Linked DNA regions of Gossypium hirsutum: region 1 is linked to region 2. Evidence: chromatin contacts called from public Hi-C data. All regions are on one chromosome and are shown on one strand. Each heading gives the region's core, a stretch centred on a gene start, on an enhancer-like site or on the middle of the called end of the contact. The rest is flanking DNA. Distances are from core to core; before and after follow the strand shown. Region 1 holds the start of LOC107948232 (carbon catabolite repressor protein 4 homolog 1). Region 2 holds the start of LOC107948230 (serine/threonine-protein phosphatase PP2A-4 catalytic subunit).

What was found. A called contact is a pair of places that touch in the nucleus more often than the background predicts.
Region 1: a Hi-C map of leaf shows a contact between it and region 2, with 2.7 times the contacts expected there. The contact joins the promoter of LOC107948232 here to the promoter of LOC107948230 in region 2. A contact is called at or near these places in 3 of 34 Hi-C or Micro-C datasets (callus and leaf).

The regions. Positions count from the first base shown.
Region 1 is chrA04:21,486,829-21,492,077 of Gossypium_hirsutum_v2.1, reverse strand. LOC107948232 (carbon catabolite repressor protein 4 homolog 1) reads right to left here and starts at 3,323. Exons shown (of 12, transcript XM_016882708.2): 1 at 2,690-3,323; 2 at 271-1,024. The coding sequence starts at 2,847.
Region 2 is chrA04:21,052,339-21,057,410 of Gossypium_hirsutum_v2.1, reverse strand. LOC107948230 (serine/threonine-protein phosphatase PP2A-4 catalytic subunit) reads left to right here and starts at 3,706. Exons shown (of 11, transcript XM_016882705.2): 1 at 3,706-4,227; 2 at 4,691-4,747; 3 at 4,876-4,959. The coding sequence starts at 4,135.

The DNA of each region.
Region 1 (5,249 bases), core at 2,074-4,573, 440 kb before region 2:
AAATAGGTATAGGGAGGGTAAAACAATTTCCTTCTAGCATCACTAGTAAGTGTCTATGTGTTTATCATCTAAAAAAGAGAATAAAATCGAGCATAAACCCAAATCTAAGTCAAGACAGATGAAAATGCAGGTCAGACATCCCCGATCCAAAATATGAAAGTAAATATCAAACATAGCAATTATTTGTCGTTCACTGAATTCCAAAGCTGCGTCTCAGGGAAAAATTAAACTTCCGAAACAAACTACCATCAAAATATAACTGAGTATTACCTCCTGAAGACAAACAATGTCTGCACGATAACCAACAATTTCCCGCAACAAATTCTGCCTGCGATATGGCCAAGAAAGAGCCCATGAAGGGCAATAACTGTATAACTCATTGCTTGCATATGAGTCAGACAAGATGTTGTAAGAGAGGACAGTAAAACTTCCAGAGGATGAAACACGACCATCTGACTGTAGATTTCCCAACAAATCAGCTCCACTTACAGGGATCAAGCGCCTAGGACTAGGGGAAGGTGCCGGAATAACACGAGATGTCAAAATAGTATTGGGGTGTCCAACAGGTTGTTTCGTCTCAGCATCTACAATAACACACTCAAACTTGAGAACATGGCCAATATCATCAGCTGTTGGTGTATATGTTTTAGAGCGTCCAACTTCAAACCAGGTTTCACCACCACTCCTCTGTGTGACTGCAGCAGGATACAGAGGTGTTGAACCATTTGTCAAGCTAGTGCTTGATGCTGAACCTGTTAAGCTAGCATTTATAACTCCAGAACCTGAGGAATTGTAACGACCAAATATCTCTTCCTCCTCATTTCCATTTTCATTTACAGCACTTGCAGCACGGTCATGCAGAACACGGTGATGCTGCCACGCATCTGAGAAGCACTTTGGAGAGCAATGATAACTTTTAGCAACAGTTATTTTAGCCTTAACACAACCAAGGCACTGCAGCGTGGCTTGCTCAGAGGGATGTACACTACACACAGCAACTTTTCTATCACTTTGTATGCGATACCTGCAAAACAAACACAGGGAGAAAAATTAGACAGGTAATATGAACAGAAAATTTCGAAACAATCAACTTAATAAATAAACACCCAGCAAATCCCACAAGCAGACAACAAATTCTAGCAAACACTTGCAATAGGGGCACAAGAAAAGGTAAAAAAAATGCATTTTCCAATATAAGAATCCAGCAATCACGATAAGAATGTCATTTCACCGTCTCAAAGTTTAGGTAAACTACAACGCGCCTAAAGCATTTATCAATCAATAATAAAGATTGTATTTGATAGTGGTTAAAGTTTTTCTTAAAATGAAAAGACCTAAATACCATCCAAGGACTGAATAATCAATAAATTTAATCTTATTATATAGCTACATGTAACTGATGACAAAACAAAAGTATAAAGTTGACCTAAATACCATACAAGGACTGAACAATCAATAAACTCAACTTCATATTTTACTAAACATCTTTATTATATTACTACATGTAACTGAAACCGAAACTGAAACCATAACCAATGTTTAAAGTTCTAGGATCTTTTGTGATGAAACATAAGGCAACCATTATAAATTTCAAGTTTCTATTACCTTTTCAGGAGTTTCTGGTAATTCTTGAAATAAAACTAGACTTACTTGTTCAACCCCAAGTTACTTTAAATAGCAGAAGCTTGATAATTACCAGTAGCACATTAAATGCCTTAGGAGTACCTTTCTGGTAACTCTTTCTTCCTATGATCAAATATTAAGTGTAGTTACTCTCAGTCTATGTTGAAACGTTCTTACGAGCTTTCATAGGAGTAGTGGTGCCAGGTGGCCACAAGAATGAAAACAAAGGAAACAAATTATTGCCTTCTATGGAAGATTCTAGCTCATTGAACCTAGTTTTGTCTATGACGCATAAAGAGACAAAGAGCTCAATTGCAACAATCTTGACTCAAGCAGCGAAAACTAAATCCAAGTAAAACCAAACAAAATGGCATGAAACTCAATGCCAGAATCAGACTCAAGAAACTACTTCTTGATACTTCAAGAATTTAAAAAATAAACACATCACTAAACAAACAAGATAATCCAGAACACGGAGTAACAAAAACAGATTGCAATCCAGTAAAAAGCAACCACACTATCTCCAAATGCACAGGTAGAAAAACTCAACTTATAGACCTCAATTCCACGCATCCCTTACGGAAAAACTCGACAATGTCACATATACTGTATTTACTAAAAACAGTCATATATATCAAACCCAAAAACCAAACTCAAACCCCCATTGATCAAAATGAGAACTACACAAAGGCCAAAACACCAAAAAGTAAAAAAAGAAAAAGGAATGAAACATAGAATCTAAGAAATTGTCTTATAATGCAAACACTTGCCACCTACAAAAAGCAGTTCACACATTTAGTAAAAAGCAATCAAATAATAACACACCCAAAAGAACTAGCTCAAAATCCAATTGGCCAACATGACAACTAACCAAAATACATAAACCAAGAAATAAATAAATAAATAAATAAATAAATAATAAAGAGTTTAATTGTTAATTAGACATAAAAAATTTCATACCACTTGAAAAGTTAAATGAAATTAGCCTAGCCATTGGCATAACCCCCGCAACCAACCAATAAAAAACCTAAAAGATAGATTCTTCAACGGATTTAAAAACACTTACCACTTATACCTCAAGAAGTGGCCATCAAGAGGGGCCGACTCAGGCACATCATCGGTTGTAACGGTCTTGTCAGGTCGGCGTAAGAGCACGTAAGGCGTGAGCTCGCAGCCAACAATTGGTATATCAGAAGGGAGGTGCACACGTAGCACGCTCAGCATGCTTTAACTTCTCGGGCTTCCTTGGTCGGTCACAGTTCGCAACGGTCACCACTTGGTAAACCTATCAAATCCAATCCTACACTAGCAAGAGCAGCAGAGCAAGAAATGACCTCGAAATGATGCGCAATCTCATCGAGGCGGAATCCAGGCGGATCCGCCATTTACTTGACCCGAAAACCCGCCAGCCTTGACAATCGTCCTCCTTTTCTTTTTCTTTCTTTTTTTCCGATTAAACAAACCCTAGAAGACTTGTTGATTAATCCCAAATACAAACATGCAAGAACCAAGAACAGATCTTGTAACGGTATTTAGGGTTTTGAAATAGAGAATGATTGAAGGAATGAATCGAAGAAGAGATATAGAGAAAGAAAGGGGGGAAATGAGGGGAACGAATGATAGTTAGGGTTTTACAGAGGACGTGAAAAAGGAAAGTCTTTATTTATGATATCTGTATATTATTTATAGAGAGAAATAATTTTTTTCAAGGATAAAAATTAATACATTTGTAATCTTTCCAGCGATATATCCATATAAAATTGACGTAATTTTAACTTTAATATTTATTCTTAAAAAAATTAAAATTAAGGCAACACATGTCTATTCATCTAAAGGAAAGTTTAGGTGAAAAAGTCCATAAATTGATTGTGCTAAGTAAATCCAATCGATTTAATTAATTTATATGGTAGGATAATCGGTTTAAGTTTTTTGTGTGGTGTACTTTTGGTATTCAATTTTCAAATTAATTTAAATTTAAATAAAAAATTTAATTCAAAAACTACTCTTTAGTCTAGACTTGTCCAAAGGTCCTATAAATCTCACTCGACTAGGATTAAGTTTAAATAAATATTTTCACACCTTGGGTCCACTTGCCCTGAGTTCAATTTCAACAATGAAAAATATTTTTAAATTTAAATTTAATTATAAAAATATATAAAATATCAATTAAAATATAATTTTTATCATTTTATTATTTTTTAAATGGTAAAATGGGCTTTTTGAGTAGACCAAGCTTGGCCGAAAACGAGTCTGGACTTGAAAAGTTTTTTGGAATCGGGTCTCTACCTAACCCATGGATACCTCTACCGTAACCCTACCCCAATAAGGGATGGCAACGGTGTGAGGCAAGATGAATTATCTCAACCCCAACCCGAAGTTTGACCAATTTGCCCCGACCCAATCCCAAGTCTTAAGAAAAAACTCACCCTAAGCCCAAACTCAAAATTTAATAAAATGCCTAACTGCATCTCGATCCGACCTGAAATTAATTTAATTATTTTATTTTTTATTTAGAAGCATATAAGAATAATTTTTTAATTTAGACTTAAATATTAATATATTTTTTTATATATGTATTTTATTGAAAGAAAATATTTAATATATGTATATATTAGGGGCAATTTTTTGAAAATATCCCAGGGCAAGGCAAAGCGGATTTACCTCTCTTGACAGACTATTTTTATAGTTTCACCCGTCTGAATCCTATTTCTCAAAAAAAAAAATCCGACCCTCATGGATCGGGTTGGGCCGAAACCTATCAAATTCAAATTTTTTTGCCATCTTTAATCACTGCCCTTAAATAGGAATATAAGTGCGCTTCAATATGCTTAAACCCATTTTCTCTTGTACCGGCAACAATGACGATGCCAACCGAGTTCAAACTCAATCAACAAAAATAATTTAATTAAATTCAACTAATTTTAAAAGAATTCGATTGGTGATTAAATCAACTGCATTATCAATTTTCAATTCACCCAATTTAACTAGTTAAACCATCTATTCAATAAAGGATAAATCCCAAAAATATACATAAACTATGGTTTAATGTACAATTGTATACATGAACTTTAATTTTGTGCAATTTTATACATAAATTTTTGATTTGATCCAATTCTTGTAAATTATTAATACAATTATTGATATAACATCATTTTATGTTTATATATTGCATGCATAAATAATTATATTTATCTAATTTAAAAATAAATTGATGTATCTATTTTTTTAAATATGTATAATTAAATCAAAATTAAAGTTTCAAGTATACATTTGAACCACAATTAGAGTTTTACGTGTATAATTACATGACCCGCAAATTAAAATTCACCTATATGATTACACATTAAATCAAAGTTTATATATAATTTTGAGACTTATTTCATTCAATAATTACAAAATAAAAGGTTTCAAAAAAATATAAAAATATATAAATAAAAAAATCCCAATAATAATAACGTGACCGGCAAATAAAATTTATTTTCTCTTGTCCATTTATTTTGCTGATTTGAAGAAGATGTTGAACCAAATTTCATCTGAATGATAAATCATTGATTGATTGATAAAAACTACTACAATTTACCGAATCATATTATATGAAATTTTATCAATAAACTTTTAATTAATTA
Region 2 (5,072 bases), core at 2,457-4,956:
ACTTCTTATTAATATCTCGCAACTTTTCAATCTTTAATAATTTCTACTTCTTTACCATGCTCGCTTCAAAGTATCCTCACTTTAATTTTGTCCTTTACATATATTTTACCTAACATTGGAAATCATTTTCCATTACTTGTGAATCTTCAGTACCCTTTTAGATTATTCGCAATACTTCACTACTCTTCCTTTATTATGAGTACACTATTAAGCATTTCTATATCCATATTCTCTTTTCAATTTAATTTCTTTAAGTCATCCTCACTATTTTATTAAATGTTTCTCTTTATATACTATCACTTTACACTATGCAAACACTATTATTCTTCTCTAATATTGGTCTTCTTTCATTCCTTGTCTCAAATATTTCAAATTCTTATACCATTTTACATTATATTACTCATAAAGCTCTTCTCTTGTTTATTTTCCTCATACTCGATCAAAGGTCTTTACTCTGTCCAAATTTTCTTGCAATCATCTTCATAGTTTCATACTTCTTCCTTCTATTTTAATTCTACATTCTCTTCAAACTTATATTGTACACTTCAATCCAAAATTTTCTTTAAAAATCTTTTTCTTAATTTCCCCTTTCACAAATATCTAACTTATATAAATTTCTTTCTTCAGCTAAAATTTCTCATTTTCTCTTGTAACCGCATTTCTTTTAATTTTTATTTCAGAGTATCTCAAATCTCAATATTATCTTGCACTGTACTGATCTCAACATTTTTCTTCTCACAATATTTTCCTCAATTCTACATTGCCAGTACTTTTAAATCTTTTATTCATTACTTCTATCATTTATCATAACTAAATCATTTGCTACCTTCCACTAAATTTCTTTATACATCTTCCTTTAGTTCTTTCTTTTCGAAGCAAACATTGATTTTCCCAGTTATGGATCGAAATAAATCCTCTCGATCAAATCCTCATAGAATTTAATTAGCTCAACAGCTGCCACCAAACTCTTGAGGTGATTGGTTTTTATCAAATTTTGCTTCTTTGTTGATTTCTTAAAGAATTAGGCTTGAAATTGATAAAAATTAAGCCTAGTTTATGAAAAGGACTAAATTGTAAAGCTTAATTGTTAGTTTTGTACATTAGGGAGCAAATTGAATAAAATGCAATTCTGTTATAAAATTTTAGTTGGAATAGAAAGTAAAATACATTTACTGAGTAAATGTGAAATCAGATTTTAATCTAAAGCTTTAGATTGAAAGTTATAATTGTCCCAAGTTTAGAGACTAAATTGAGTAAACTGTAAAATATGTTTGAATTTTTATTTGAACGTGATTTGATATGGAATTTAATATTGTGTTATTGTTTAATTATTACTTGTAGCTAAAGACGACGCAAGGCAGTCAAAAGAGAAAGGAAAAGCCAGAGTTGACGACGATTGACACAAGCTTTCGGTTTGTATTTCTATGATTCGAGATTAACTTAAGTATTGCATATTCGTGATATATTGCATAATATGACATTGAGGTGAGTTGAAAACAATTATTTCAATGGAATTGATATGTTTGGGATTGAATATCAAGATAGTGGACTAAATTGCATAGAATAGAAATTCACATAAATTAATTGAAATATGTTATTTGACATGGAATTGGGTTGAATTTGCTATATGATATGTTGAAATAGTGAAATTGATATTGAATTGAGAAAAATAGAATGTGAATTGAGTTATATGATAAGATCGAAAAATTGGTTATCCTATTAACTGTTCGAGCAGAGTCGTATATAGTTGGCGTGCCATAAGATAGATTGAGTACAGGTAATTGCGACTATATGTCGATGAGCGCTAGGCACATTTTCCTTCAGACATTCCGATGAGCGTTAGGCAAAACTTTTACGTCGATTATACCGATGAGCGTTAGGAACAATCAATTTACTTCAGGTGTTCCGATGAGTCACTGGGTGCCAAATTGGTGTATTGGTTGGGATCTATGTATCCATTCGAGCCTGAGTCTGAGTCATGTTAATAATGGATATAAATTACTCAATTGGTTTAATGATGCTCAAAATGAACTAATGTTATGAAATTGTACTACAGGTACATATATGAAATATATGATTATTGATAGTATGTGAAAGACTATGTAAATCAGTTAAACAAGCCTGGGGACCAATATGGAAAAATAACGATTGAATTGACTCGATTCAGAAATGAAATGCGATATTAATTGATATGTTAAATTGGATAGAATTGTGAACTTTAATGATATTGGTATGATATAGTCAACTAGTTTAATAATTGAGGTAATATATATAGTTGGTTCATATGACATAATTGGGGTATCTTGTGGCATATACATGTTGTTTTATGGATTGAGGATTAGCATGATTTTCATATGAATTTTTTGATAATGGTATTTTAATTGGATGTATGCAATTGGTATAAACTTGTATTGCTTTGTCTTGAATCATGGAAATACCACTGAGCTTTATCGCTCAGTGTATAATTTGTTTTCCGCATACAAGTGTAGGTACATCCCGAGGTCCCGAAAAGTGATTTTAGCATCCAGCCAGAAATCCCTGACTCATCAATGTTTGTAAAATATCTTTTGTTCGTTATATGTCATATACCTATCCTGAGTCGGTTTGTGTATTATATGATCAAGTCACATTAGGAGTTAGAATGATGAATTAGAAATGGTTAAATGGTTGGATTGTACTGATGAACTAGGCAAATAAATGCTTTGTATGAGAAGATGAAATACTTGTGTTCATACTCAATTGTATATGTCCATTTGGTAATGTTTTGAAGTTCATGATTATCAAATATGAACTTGAATGATTATAAATTACAAATGATCATGTTAATGATGAAACATGTTGGAAATGTATGTTTCAAATGACATTTTGGTTGAAATGAAAATTAGTATTGATGGAAATGAATGATTAGGTGAAACAGGTTGGTGCCATTTTGGCCATTTTTTAAAGTAGACGGTCACGTCGTGATGTAGAGCATTTATTATCACGATGAGATCAAGTCAGTATGTTTCGTCGCGAAGAGGTACCCCGAAGTTGCAACATCAACCTGAAATTTTGAAAATAGTACAATTTGATTCTATTCGATATCGGGTTAACAATAAAGCTTTCAAAAGCTCGTATAAGATTCAAAAATGATTACGTATTGTATTATACATATGTTTTACTTATATTTGAATCTTTAATTATTTTAAATCAAATATCATTTTATCGTAGTTACTCCGGTAACGAATGTGGCACCTTGTAACTTGGACCCGATGATTGGGTCAAGTATCGAGGTGTTACAATCACAAAATATATACAAATACTCAAAGAAAACTCATATAAACATGTTTAAAATGGAAAACACTAAGGGACTTGTGAGGAGAAGCATAAAATTCATTAATGTGCCAAGATACCAAGAGATAAAAAAATATGGCATATTAGAAATTTTGGTAAAGTCCTAGAAATTTTTGAGTAACTTTAGAAATTTCAATAATTTATTAGAAATTTTGGTAACGACTTAGAAGTTTTTGTAAATCCTTAAAAATTTTGGAATTTCCTTGTAAATTTTGGTAACCAAAATTTGAATATATACAAAATTAATTTCCAACCCTAAATAATTTTAATTACAGAGTAAATTTATTATTATATATTATTTTTCATGTCATCTTATTTTAATGCATTAAGAAAATATATTTAAATATGTGATATAAACCAAATTCCATTACCAATCTGGATAAAATAAGAACTTAGATACTAATTTGAAAATTGGAACAAAATTTAGATACTAAAAATATAATATCCCTTTATACTTTTCTTTTCCCGTTAGCATTTGAAGGGAGCTTAAGAAAATCTCATTCTGAGGAGCGCTCCCCGGAACGTGTGGTGAAGTGGCTTTATAACAGTTTAGTAGTGTGACGTGGCTTTATAACACTCACACTGTTCACGCTCCACTCTCTGTGTCAGTTCACGCGCCCTTACATTTCATTTCGTCTTCGTGATAGAAGCAAGAGAGCCAGGAAAAGAGTGAAAAGGAGATAAAAAAAGAAAGTTAAAACAAAAAGAAAAAAGAAAATTCTCAATCCAAAATAGGGTTAGGGTTATCCCTGATCCGGATAACGATTTCCACGCTCGAGTCTTCCAACTGAAAAATTAAACATGGGCGCCAATTCGTCACCAACAGACTTGACCACCGATCTCGATGAGCAGATCTCGCAGCTCATGCAGTGTAAGCCACTTTCGGAGCAGCAGGTACCTTAAATTTTTCTCTATCTGTTTGTTTCCAAGAAAGTGCCAAAATTTACCAGGAATTAATCCAATAATATATTTTTTAAAATTTGTGAATAATCGAGTAGGCTCTGATTTGTGAATAGTGTTTATTGCAATATTTATAGCTAATTCTCTCTTTTTTTTTCTGTTTAAATTTCAATTCAGAGTTATGAACAAAAACTGCAGCTTCTTTTTCTTCTTCTTTAAAGCAGGGAAAGAAAATGATTTATTTTTATTTGATATAGGTAATTTCAACATAACTCGGGGTATTTGCTCGGAATAAGTGTTGTGGGTTTAAATTTTAAACTTGTTGCTCCTGGAGTTTTCTTCGTTTCATCTTATTTGTGTTGTTTTAATTTGGGTCAATGGAAGCTTGTCTTTGTCTGTCTTGTGTTGTGGAATATAACTTTTAATAACTATTTTTTTCTCATAATGTATTGTTTAGGTCAGAGCATTATGTGATAAGGCAAAGGAAATACTGATGAAAGAAAGCAATGTCCAGGTTTATTATCTTAGTCTGGCTTGTGTTTCAGGCATCTATGTCTATATTTGTTTATTTATTGGCGTATTTTGGAGATGTTGAGATTGCTCCTCCGTAAACTGGGAAAGCATTGATTTTTGTTTTAACAGCCTGTGAGAAGCCCGGTGACAATTTGTGGTGACATCCATGGGCAGTTTCATGATCTTGCAGAACTTTTTCGAATTGGAGGGAAGGTACTTGTTCTGACTTTGACTGTTGATTTTTGTATTCAGTTCTGTTTCAGCGGGGAATGTGTAAAATAATTAGTTGAGACCTCAATGTTTTGAAGTTGGAGCTCTCCAGAGGT